Linked DNA regions of Mus musculus: region 1 is linked to region 2. A link is a contact called in public ChIA-PET data. All regions are on one chromosome and are shown on one strand. The core of a region is the stretch at or near the end of the contact, and the rest is flanking DNA. Distances in the headings are between cores, read along the strand shown.

Region 1 (4,810 bases), core at 89-2,588, 210 kb before region 2:
CCTCCTCTGCTCCTCTCCCTCCCTCCCACTCTTTCTTCCCTTTGCTGCCTGAGCCTCCACAGTTTGAGTCACAGGCTGCCTCCAGTCTTGAAGGCGTGATCATTAGTCAGGGATGTGGGCTCAGCCTTCCTCTGGCTGTCTGGAGACATCTGGGGAGCTCACAGGGAAAGAACTCAAGCAGCTGGCATAACCTGTGTGCTTCGGAGTTGCGGAGCCTGAGGGCGGTGACAGCAGCAGTGACCAAGCCAGAATCAGCACTGGTTGCTGATGCAGAGGCTGATGCAGAGGCTGATGTAGATGCTGCTGCTGCTGCTGCTGGCCATACAGGGAGGGAGGAGCAGCAGCCATCCAGAGACCCAGAATGTGCCTGTAGTAAGCAAGGGGTTGAGTGGAACAGCTGCTAGGCTAATGACATCCTCAGGGACCAGGGACAGGCAGGAGATAAAGGGCAAGTTCAGCGCCTGCAGCACCCATACCAGCCTTCATTCCCCTCCTCTCTGTCGTCTCAGTTCTCTGAGTCCCCGCCACCCCTGGTTAAGCTCTCTGGCTCTACTTAACACTGGAAGTGAGGTCCTGCCCTGGCATCCCCTTTGCTCACATTGTATCAAAGTGGGGCTCAGAGGAGGCGGTCAGGATTGCTCTGAATCCTGCCTTGTGGCACAAAGGCGATAAGGAGGCTCTCCTTTCTCCTGGGCTTCACATTCATCATTTGTCATTCCAGGTCGCCTTGGGGCAGGTTTTTGAAACTTAGGTCGGTCCCCTTCAGCATCTTCTTCAACTAACAGTCGACGCCGGAACTGGGAGTAAAGGGAACATAGGCCTGGGTTTGGGGCTTAGTTGATAAAGTGTTTATCTAGTACACAAGAAGCCCTGGGTTGGACCCTGCCTGAGCTGGGCGTGGTGCCTGCAGTTCCAGCACTGAGGAAGTAGAGGGTACAAAGCCATGCTTAGTTGTATGGCAGGTTTGAGGCTAGGCAGGGTTGAGGCTAGTCCGTGTGGGCTATGAGAATCCTTATCTTTTTGTTATTGTTGGTGGGTTTTGGTATTTGTTGTTGTTGTTGTTTGTTTGTTTGTTTTTTGTTTTCTTTTGTTTTCTTTGGTTTGGTTTCTTGAGACAGGGTTGTTCTATGTAGCCTTGGCTGCCCTAGAACTTGAGCTGTAGACCAGGCTCTCCTTGATCTCACAGAGACAGATCTGTCTGCCTCTGCCTTCAGAGTGCTGGGATTAAAGGTGTGAACCACTATCCCCAATGAGATACTATCTTTAAAAAAAAAAGTGTGGTGGTTGTTATGGTGATGGTTGTCATGGTCCTTGTGGTGGTGGTGTCTGCAAGACCTGGAAGGGTGTGGCTTCCTACTGTTGCAGGGTAGAGCTATGACTCCAGGCTACAGGGTGGACTCCAGAAAGAGTCTGAGGAAATAAATTCTCCTTATTTCCTTCCATATGTCTGCATCATTCGGAGGCAGAGTTTCGCCTCTTCCCTAGGGATGAAAACCTGTGGCAATTGTTTGAAAAATGGAGGTCCAAGCTTTGAGGACCTAGAGGAGGAAGGTGGGTGTGACCATCTCCTCACCCCAACACAGAGACCTAAAAGCTCTTACAACCTTCATCTTTGTATCTCTGAAGCAGACATTTGAGGAGACTAGCGGTTTGTCACGGTGTTCCTCACCTTTCTGTGCCTGGACGCCATCTTTTTGCACTGGTTTCCTTGTCAGGTTTACTTCTGCCCAGGGAATTCTGTGCTCCACACACTCCATTTGAGGCAACAACCACATCCCCAGACCTTGAGAGCATGTGCCTTCTTTGTCCTTCCATACTTCCCAACTTTGGTTCTCATGGGACGGTTTCTCTCAACGAATAGTTAGGAGAAAAGCATCTAATTAAACTAATTCAAATTACAGTCATGAAACCCACTCTCTTTAAAGAGCTTGGCTATTTCCCCTCCTAAAAAATTTCCCATGTAGGATGCTCAGCTGGGCTAGCAGGACAGAATCATGTTCTCCCCACTTTCCTCTCTGACAGGGTCTTCATTTAGTCAGATTTACTCTGAAATGTACTTGTAGCTCATAGTCCAGGCTTTTCCTTAACTATTAAAATATCTTCCTACCTCTGCCTCCAAAGTGCTGGGTGATGCTAAAGGCATGCATCATCACAGCCCACCAAAAATATTTAATGGACCGCTGGAACAGAAACAGGTGACAATCCTGGCTCTTCGCCATTCCCAGCATGCCGCCTAAGGCTGTTTTGCTCATCTGGAAGAGACACAGGAGTCATGAAGATGAGCATGGGGCCCCGAATATACTCTCTCCTCTGTCTGAGGCATGCAAGGGACAGCTCAGATAAATGTACTGTCTTCCTGGCTGGCACCAGAGTTCTCGGTAGAGGTGGGGCGTGCTGGAGATGAACTTGGGGTTCTAGAGATGATGTTGGTGCAAGCCTCTGCATGGTTCTCAAGGAGCAAGAAAGAAGCCAGGTAAAGATGTGACGATAGACATTCTTAGCCCTAGAACTAGGGAGGCTGGAGCAGGGAGATCTCTAGATGGAGACCAGCCTGAGATATAAGGCAAAACTATCTCAAAAGCTTAAAATTTTTTATTACATGTATGTATGTATGTATGTATGTATGTATGTATGTATGTACCTATGTATGTGGATACATGTGAGTGCACAAGCAGGCTATAGTGGGATGTAGACAACTTGGAAGAGCCAGTTCAGTTTTTTCCTTCCACAATGTGGGCCCCAGATATTGAACTCAAATTATCAGGCTTAGCAGCAAGTACCTCTAGATATTGAGCCGTTTTCCTGCACCACACCCCCCCCCACATACACACACTACACACACACACACACACACACACACACACACACACACACACACATATATATATACACATACACACACATACACATATATACATACATATATTGTATTAGTCTGGGTTCTCTAGAGTCACAGAACTTATGGAGAGTCTCTATATAGTAAAGGAATTTATTGATGACTTACAGTCTGCAACCCAATTCCCAACAATGGTTCAGTAGTAGCTGTGAATGGAAGTCCAAGGATCTAGCAGTTACTCAGTCTCACACGGCAAGCAGGCGAAGGAGCAAAAGCAAGACTCCCTTCTTCCAATGTCCTTATATTGTCTCCAGCAGAAGGTATAGCCCAGACTAAAGGTGTGTTCCACCACACCTTTAATCCCGAATGACCTTGAATTTGGAGATTTAATCTTCTGGAATCCATAGCCACTATGCCTCAAGATCTCCATACCAAGATCTAGATCAGAAACTTCTATCTCCAAGCCTCCAGATAAGGATGACTGGTGAGCCTTCCAATTCTGGATTGTAGTTCACTCCAAATATAGTCAAGTTGACAACCAGGAATAGCCACTACACACACACACACACACACACACACACACACACACACACACACATATATATGTATGTATATATATATTTTTTTTAAACAAAAGATCAAATGAAAATAAAAATTTTACCCAATTCTGTTTGCTTGCTTAACCAAGAACAGAATGTTCTAGAATGCTTATCTTTATTAAGATTCTGTCAGTTTTAAAGTTAAGAAGGTTGGCATTTGTTGACTTGAGATATTTCCCAAGTGTTTGGGTTTGGAGGTTTAAATAATGTCATTAATTCTGTGGGTTTCTCTGCCCTTAAGTGGGCTTCATTCTCAGACAGGTTCTCACTAGGCCTCAGAGAAGGTGATGTGTGAGCTGAAGCTCAAGGCCAGGAGATGGCAGATGAGGTTGGAAGGTGTGCATATGGGCGTTGGTGGTGTAGACTTTAAGGGGTGCACAGAGAGATAAGCCTGAACTGGCAGGAAGGAACCAGATTGCAGGGTCCAGGGACAGGCTTGTAGATCCCAGTGTGTCCCCGCAGGGTCTGAGCAGAGCGTGAACAAGATCTGTACTCACATAGTGTGTCCCCGCAGGGTTTGAGCAGAGCATGAACAAGTCCAGATCTGTACTCACACAGCTCAGTCTGCAGCAGGCTGAGTGTGGGGAACCCACTTGGAGGCAGGAAGAAGTCAGGAGTCGGCTTCGGGAGAGCACAGGGGGTGAGATGCGATTCCTCAGAGACAATGCTGCCTATGTCAATTAGAAAGAATCATTTGCAGCCTCAGTTCAAGCAAGGATGAAGATGACCACCAAAAGATACACTCCTCACACAGTCTCAGAACCGCTCTGTGGAGAAACACAAAGGGAGAAACTGCACTTCTACAAAGGAAAGATCCAGGGACTGCGCTAAGGAGGAAGCCAAACTCAGCAGTGTGTACAAGCTGATACTGGCTGCCTTCTGAGATGACTCAAAGAAAGATGCATGCATAGGCCTCTTTTCAGAGATCTCAGTCTAAGCATGAGGAAATAACCAGAAATATCCAGAATGCAAGAAGCTGGTTGAAATCCTTTAAAACTTCAGTGTCACGATGAACAAAAAGAAATCAAAACAGAAGCCTGGCGTGGTGGCGCACACCTTTGATCCCAGCACTTGGGAGGCAGAGGCAGGCGGATTTCTGAGTTCGAGGCCAGCCTGGTCTACAAAGTGAATTCCAGGACAGCCAGGGCTACACAGAGAAACCCTGTCTCGGAAAAAGAAAGAAAGAAAGAAAGAAAGAAAGAAAGAAAGAAAGAAAGAAAGAAAGAAAGAAAGGAAGGAAGGAAGGAAGGAAGGAAGGAAGGAAGGAAGGAAGAGAAATAAAAACAAAAGAGTTGGCTCTAAGTAAAAGGAGTGCAGCCGTACAAAATACAGAATACTTGACCAAGAACCAAAACAGCTCTCAAAGACATTCTGA
Region 2 (4,355 bases), core at 1,019-3,518:
ATGTCTTTCCTGAGGTGCAAAGAGCTGCCGTGTGTGTTGCATCTGTTAATATTCTTAATGAAAACAAAACAAAACAAAACAAACAACAACAACAACGAAACACCTGACAAAAGCAACCTAAGGAAGGCAAGGTTCATCCCAGGACGCCGTCCATCACATCAGCGGGAGCTGAAGGCAGCTAGCCACATTGCACCACAGCCAGGAAGTAGAGATGGATGTCGGCAGCCAGCTTGCTCTCTCCGTTTTTATCCAGTTCAGGATCTCGACACAAGCAATGGTGCTTCCCTCATCCTGGTTGGTTCTTCCAACTCCAGTGAACCCACACTAGCATCTCTCATAGACACACCCAGAGGTTATTCTCTTAGACGAGTCTCAGTCCTGTCAGGTTGGCAGCCAGTGTGAAGCATCTCAGGTACACAGTGTCTAGGTGAGGGTAACAACAGGGAAGCAGGCCATCTCCTAGGTAACACATACTGGACAGCGCTGTACGCTAGAAGAGAGGCTGGTGTGGCTGGACCCCAAGGAGGACACAGCAGCTGGGACCAACACACCTGAAATCATTGTTACAAGTGGCCCTAGACTGTGTGCCTCTGGCAAGGAGTCAAGATGGGGCAGAAATCAAGGTGGTTTTTGTTACTCTTTTAAATTCATTGGAATAATCCCCCAGTAACACCAGCTATGCTTCCCCCAACCTCCTCCCATGTTGATGGGGAGTCCAGCATGCCTGGCAAGTGCTCTGCCCCTGAGCTCCACCCCCAATGCCGGGAGCAGCCATCTACAGTGCCATCTACAGTGATCTCTAGCAGCTCTGTCTCAGAAGCTCTCTGACAACAGTGTCCCTGACAGTGTCCCTCTTGAGCCACTGCCGGGGCCTGGGCTTCTCCTTTTACTCCATCATCTGACCAGCGAAGGACACTCTGTTTTTCTATACCTTCACCAGGCCAGGATTTGCCTCTGCTCAATGCTCCCTTTATTCCCAGGCCTTAAAGGATACAGAGTTAGAATACAAGGTGTGACTGTGTATGCCTGTCAAGAAGCTGGGTACAGTGGCACACACACCTTTAATCTCTATACTCAGAAGGCAGAGAAGGCAGATCTCTGGGAGTTTGAGGCTAGCCTGGTCTACATTGTGAGTTTCAGGATACCCTGTTCCAAAAACAAATAAAATAAAATAAAATAAATAAAATAAACAGTAAACCCCCTCAGGTCTCTTGCATACTATCTTTCCAGATAAGACTCATTTTTAACGGAACTGCCTGCCCCACCTTGCTCAGCATTGCCTCAGCAGGACCTGCCACTTCCCCTTGGTTCCTGCCCTCCTTTAAGGGCCAGGGAAGCCCCACATTTCCCAGTATATTTTCCCTGGTTTCTTTGACCCTCAAGGTCCACACCTGCTGGCACCCCCCACCCCCACCCCACTACCGCCACCACTGGCCTCCCTCAGAATTTTCTTGCATGCTCTGGAGGGCAAACCTTAGGAAGAGTTAAACTCCCCATGCACCATCCCAGCTGTCTTCTGGAAGGCCACTGCTGGGGTGTGACCAGGAGCAGCAGCCCAGGACTAAGAGAGCCTAAAACCAAGGGAGAGCGGCCATCAAGCCTCTGCTTAAAGAGCTAGCAAAGTGCAGGACTGGTCTTGAAACGAGGAGAGGATTCAGTTCTGTTGGAGAAGAACCAAATGGCTCTTAGACTGGAAAATAAGCCACACTGCAAAGCCCTGGGAGCCGGAAAACTGCCCAGGCAGTGGAGGCTCAGCCCAGCGCTGCCTGGCTTCCCCTGGCTTCTGTCCTTCTGCCCTATAGCACTGCCCTCTGTAACCCACTGCCTCCAGGCTGTGCAGGAGGCTGCTGTGGAGTAAGTAGCCCAGCCTGCCTCAGCTGAGCTTGGCGCCAGCTCCCACCCACTCCTCCTCCCGCCCTTGCTGGGTTATTCTTAGCAAGAGTGACCTCAGAATGCACCCTCCAAGCAAAAATAACCCTGGAGGAAGTTGGTGGGTATAAATCCCCACTGATATGCATGCCGCTAGCAAACAGGGTGTAGACCTTGCAGGGCCTGTCACCCCCACCAACCAACCACAGGGTCTGGTGGGCCAAGGCAGAAACTGTCCCTCTGCTGCTCCAGCTAGAACTACCCACAAAGAACAGAGACCTCTGCAGAGCTGTCTGGGCTTGTGACCACAGTTCCACTTGTCACAGTGCAGGGTCTTCAGGAGCTGGTGAGCAGGGCACCAGCCCTTTCTTTCCACTGAGCCGCACACACAGGCCTGATTTTACATGCCAGTCTCCTCCTCCCCAGCCCACAGGCCCTGGCCCAGGTGCCAGCTCCCTTCCTAAGGCCCTCCTAGCCCAGCAGCTGGCTTCCTGTTTCCTGTTGCTTTGCAGTATCTTAGCTTTCCCCAAGGCAATGCTGCCAACACGGCAGGCCCAGGCCTACTCTGAAGCAGCTTCACCTCCCAGGCTCTGTACCACCCCAGCCTCCCCAGCTATACCTGGAGTCCCAGGATTTGTGTCATATTCTCCCTCAGTTACATTTTCTTTCTTTCTTTTATTTTTTTATTTTTGAGACAGGGTCTCACGTGGCCAAGGCTAGCCTTGAACTTGATGCTGGCTCAGGATGACCTTGAATTTCTGATCCTCCATATCTCAAGTCTTGGCATTACAGGCATGTTTATGTGGTGCTGGTGTCATGTATATAGAATGCTACCAATGCGCCACACACCAAGACCTCAGCTTTCTCTGAGGTGTTTTGAGACAGTATGCTTGCTTTCAAACAGCCCTGCATTCATATACTAACTTAAAAAGGCTTTGGGGACCCAGGCTCCCAGGGAGAAGAGAAGCAGGGGGCTCACAGTAGGGGGTCCAAGAAGTGAGTCTTTTCATTATTATTGGGGTATGTGAGAGCTTGTGCATTTGTGTGTGTGTGCATATGTGTATGTGTAACACACACACACACACACACACCACACATTCATGCCATTGGCACTCTTCCAAAGGTCGGAGGACAATTCCTGAGAGCCAGTCTCCATCCCACAGAGATTCTTCAGGCTTTTACCTACAAAGTCATCTTGCTAGCCTGAAGTAAGTCTTTGAACCGGCCTTTTCAGGCAACAAAGTGCTGTGCTATTAGCCTTTTTATTCTCATTGCTCGATTGTAGGTAATGAAATATGTTCTATTTGCCAGACATGCAAAGGAGCCAGTATGGATTGTGGCAAGTTCAAGGACAGCCCAGGCTACAAAGTGTCTATCTCAAAAACCAATCAGCCAGTGGAGGAACAAGCTCTACTTATCCAGAGTAAAAGCAAATCTGATTTAGGAGAGCACTGGGAGCTGCGATGGGGCTGGATTCTAACTTCTCTATTTGCTAAGAAAGTGTATCATTGTTTAAAAAAAAAACCAACAAACATGAATACTAATATTCATTATTAAAAGAAGGGGTGGGAGGAGTTATGGGAGGGGAGAGGGTGTCCAGGGCTGGAGGTGGGGCTCAGGGGCTGAGCACTCAGCTGAAGATGTGTAAGCTAGGTTTGAGTACCACTCGGTGAGTAAGTATGTAAATAAGTAAATAAATGAGATTGCAGTTTAGAAACCTCAAGCTCCTAGACACTGACTCAGAGTTCTCTGCGGACAAGCAGCACCCATGGCTCTGGTGGTGAGGCGTGCAGACCATTTTGGTCAAGCAAGTACCTTTGCTTGCTGAACTACCCCCCACCCCCACCCCAGGCCTGGGCTTCACTTTCAAGCGAGGCTTGATGGGGTTTGGCTCCAAGGGAAGAGGCAAGGAGGGCTATCAGACCACACAAGTAGGGAGAATGTGCCTGGAGCACCCTGTGGGGCAGCACGAATACAAGGTTCTTCTGTCCAAGACAGGTTAAGTGTTGGGCACAGTGTGGAGGGGGCAGGAAAAGGGGACAAGAAGGAGCCAGAAAGTCAGGGCCAGTGTTCTGGATCTTGTCTTTTTTTTTTTTTTTTTTTTTTTAAGAGATGATTTATTTTATGTGTATGAGTACTCTGTCTTCATGCACACCAGAAGAGGGCATCAGATCCCATTACAGATGGTTGTGAGTCACCATGTGGTTGCTGGGAATTGAACTTAGGACCTCTGGAAGAACAGCCAGTGCTCTTAACCACTGAGCCATCTCTCCAGTCTTAAGATAAATGGAGTCCATGAGCCAGGTGGGGTGGCACATGCTCTTAGAGGCTGAGGCAGATGGATCTCTGTGAGTTCAAGGCCATCCTGGTCTACAAAGCAAGTTCCAAGACAGCAGGGCTATTACACAAAGAAACCCTGTCTTGAAAAACTAAAACAGAAAGAAAGGAAGGGAGGAAGGGAGGGAAGGAAGAAGGGAAGGAGCCAC

Evidence for each region. ChIA-PET counts read pairs in DNA pulled down with a chosen protein or histone mark.
Region 1: an RNA polymerase II ChIA-PET map of memory CD8 T cells shows a contact between it and region 2, with 23 read pairs. The contact joins two enhancer-like sites. A contact is called at or near these places in 18 of 39 promoter capture datasets (the 3T3-L1 cell line, 3T3-L1-derived adipocytes, the HPC-7 cell line and 11 more), 8 of 484 Hi-C or Micro-C datasets (B cells, embryonic stem cells and liver), 2 of 115 datasets of contacts at active chromatin or transcription factors (large pre-B cells and memory CD8 T cells) and 2 of 9 other capture datasets (adipose tissue and liver).

The regions. Positions count from the first base shown.
Region 1 is chr12:4,062,184-4,066,993 of GRCm38.p6, reverse strand. No RefSeq gene overlaps it. Among named protein-coding and RNA genes, the nearest start is that of Dnajc27, 18 kb to the left of the region's middle. Within about 2 kb of position 1,338, at least 39 of the 459 cell types and tissues checked have an H3K27ac peak or open chromatin away from gene starts, as enhancers often do. A contact at or near this core is called in memory CD8 T cells, where this site is marked.
Region 2 is chr12:3,853,839-3,858,193 of GRCm38.p6, reverse strand. All of the region lies in intron 3 of Dnmt3a (DNA methyltransferase 3A), which reads right to left. Among named protein-coding and RNA genes, the nearest start is that of Dnmt3aos, 6.2 kb to the left of the region's middle. Within about 2 kb of position 2,268, at least 251 of the 459 cell types and tissues checked have an H3K27ac peak or open chromatin away from gene starts, as enhancers often do. A contact at or near this core is called in memory CD8 T cells, where this site is marked.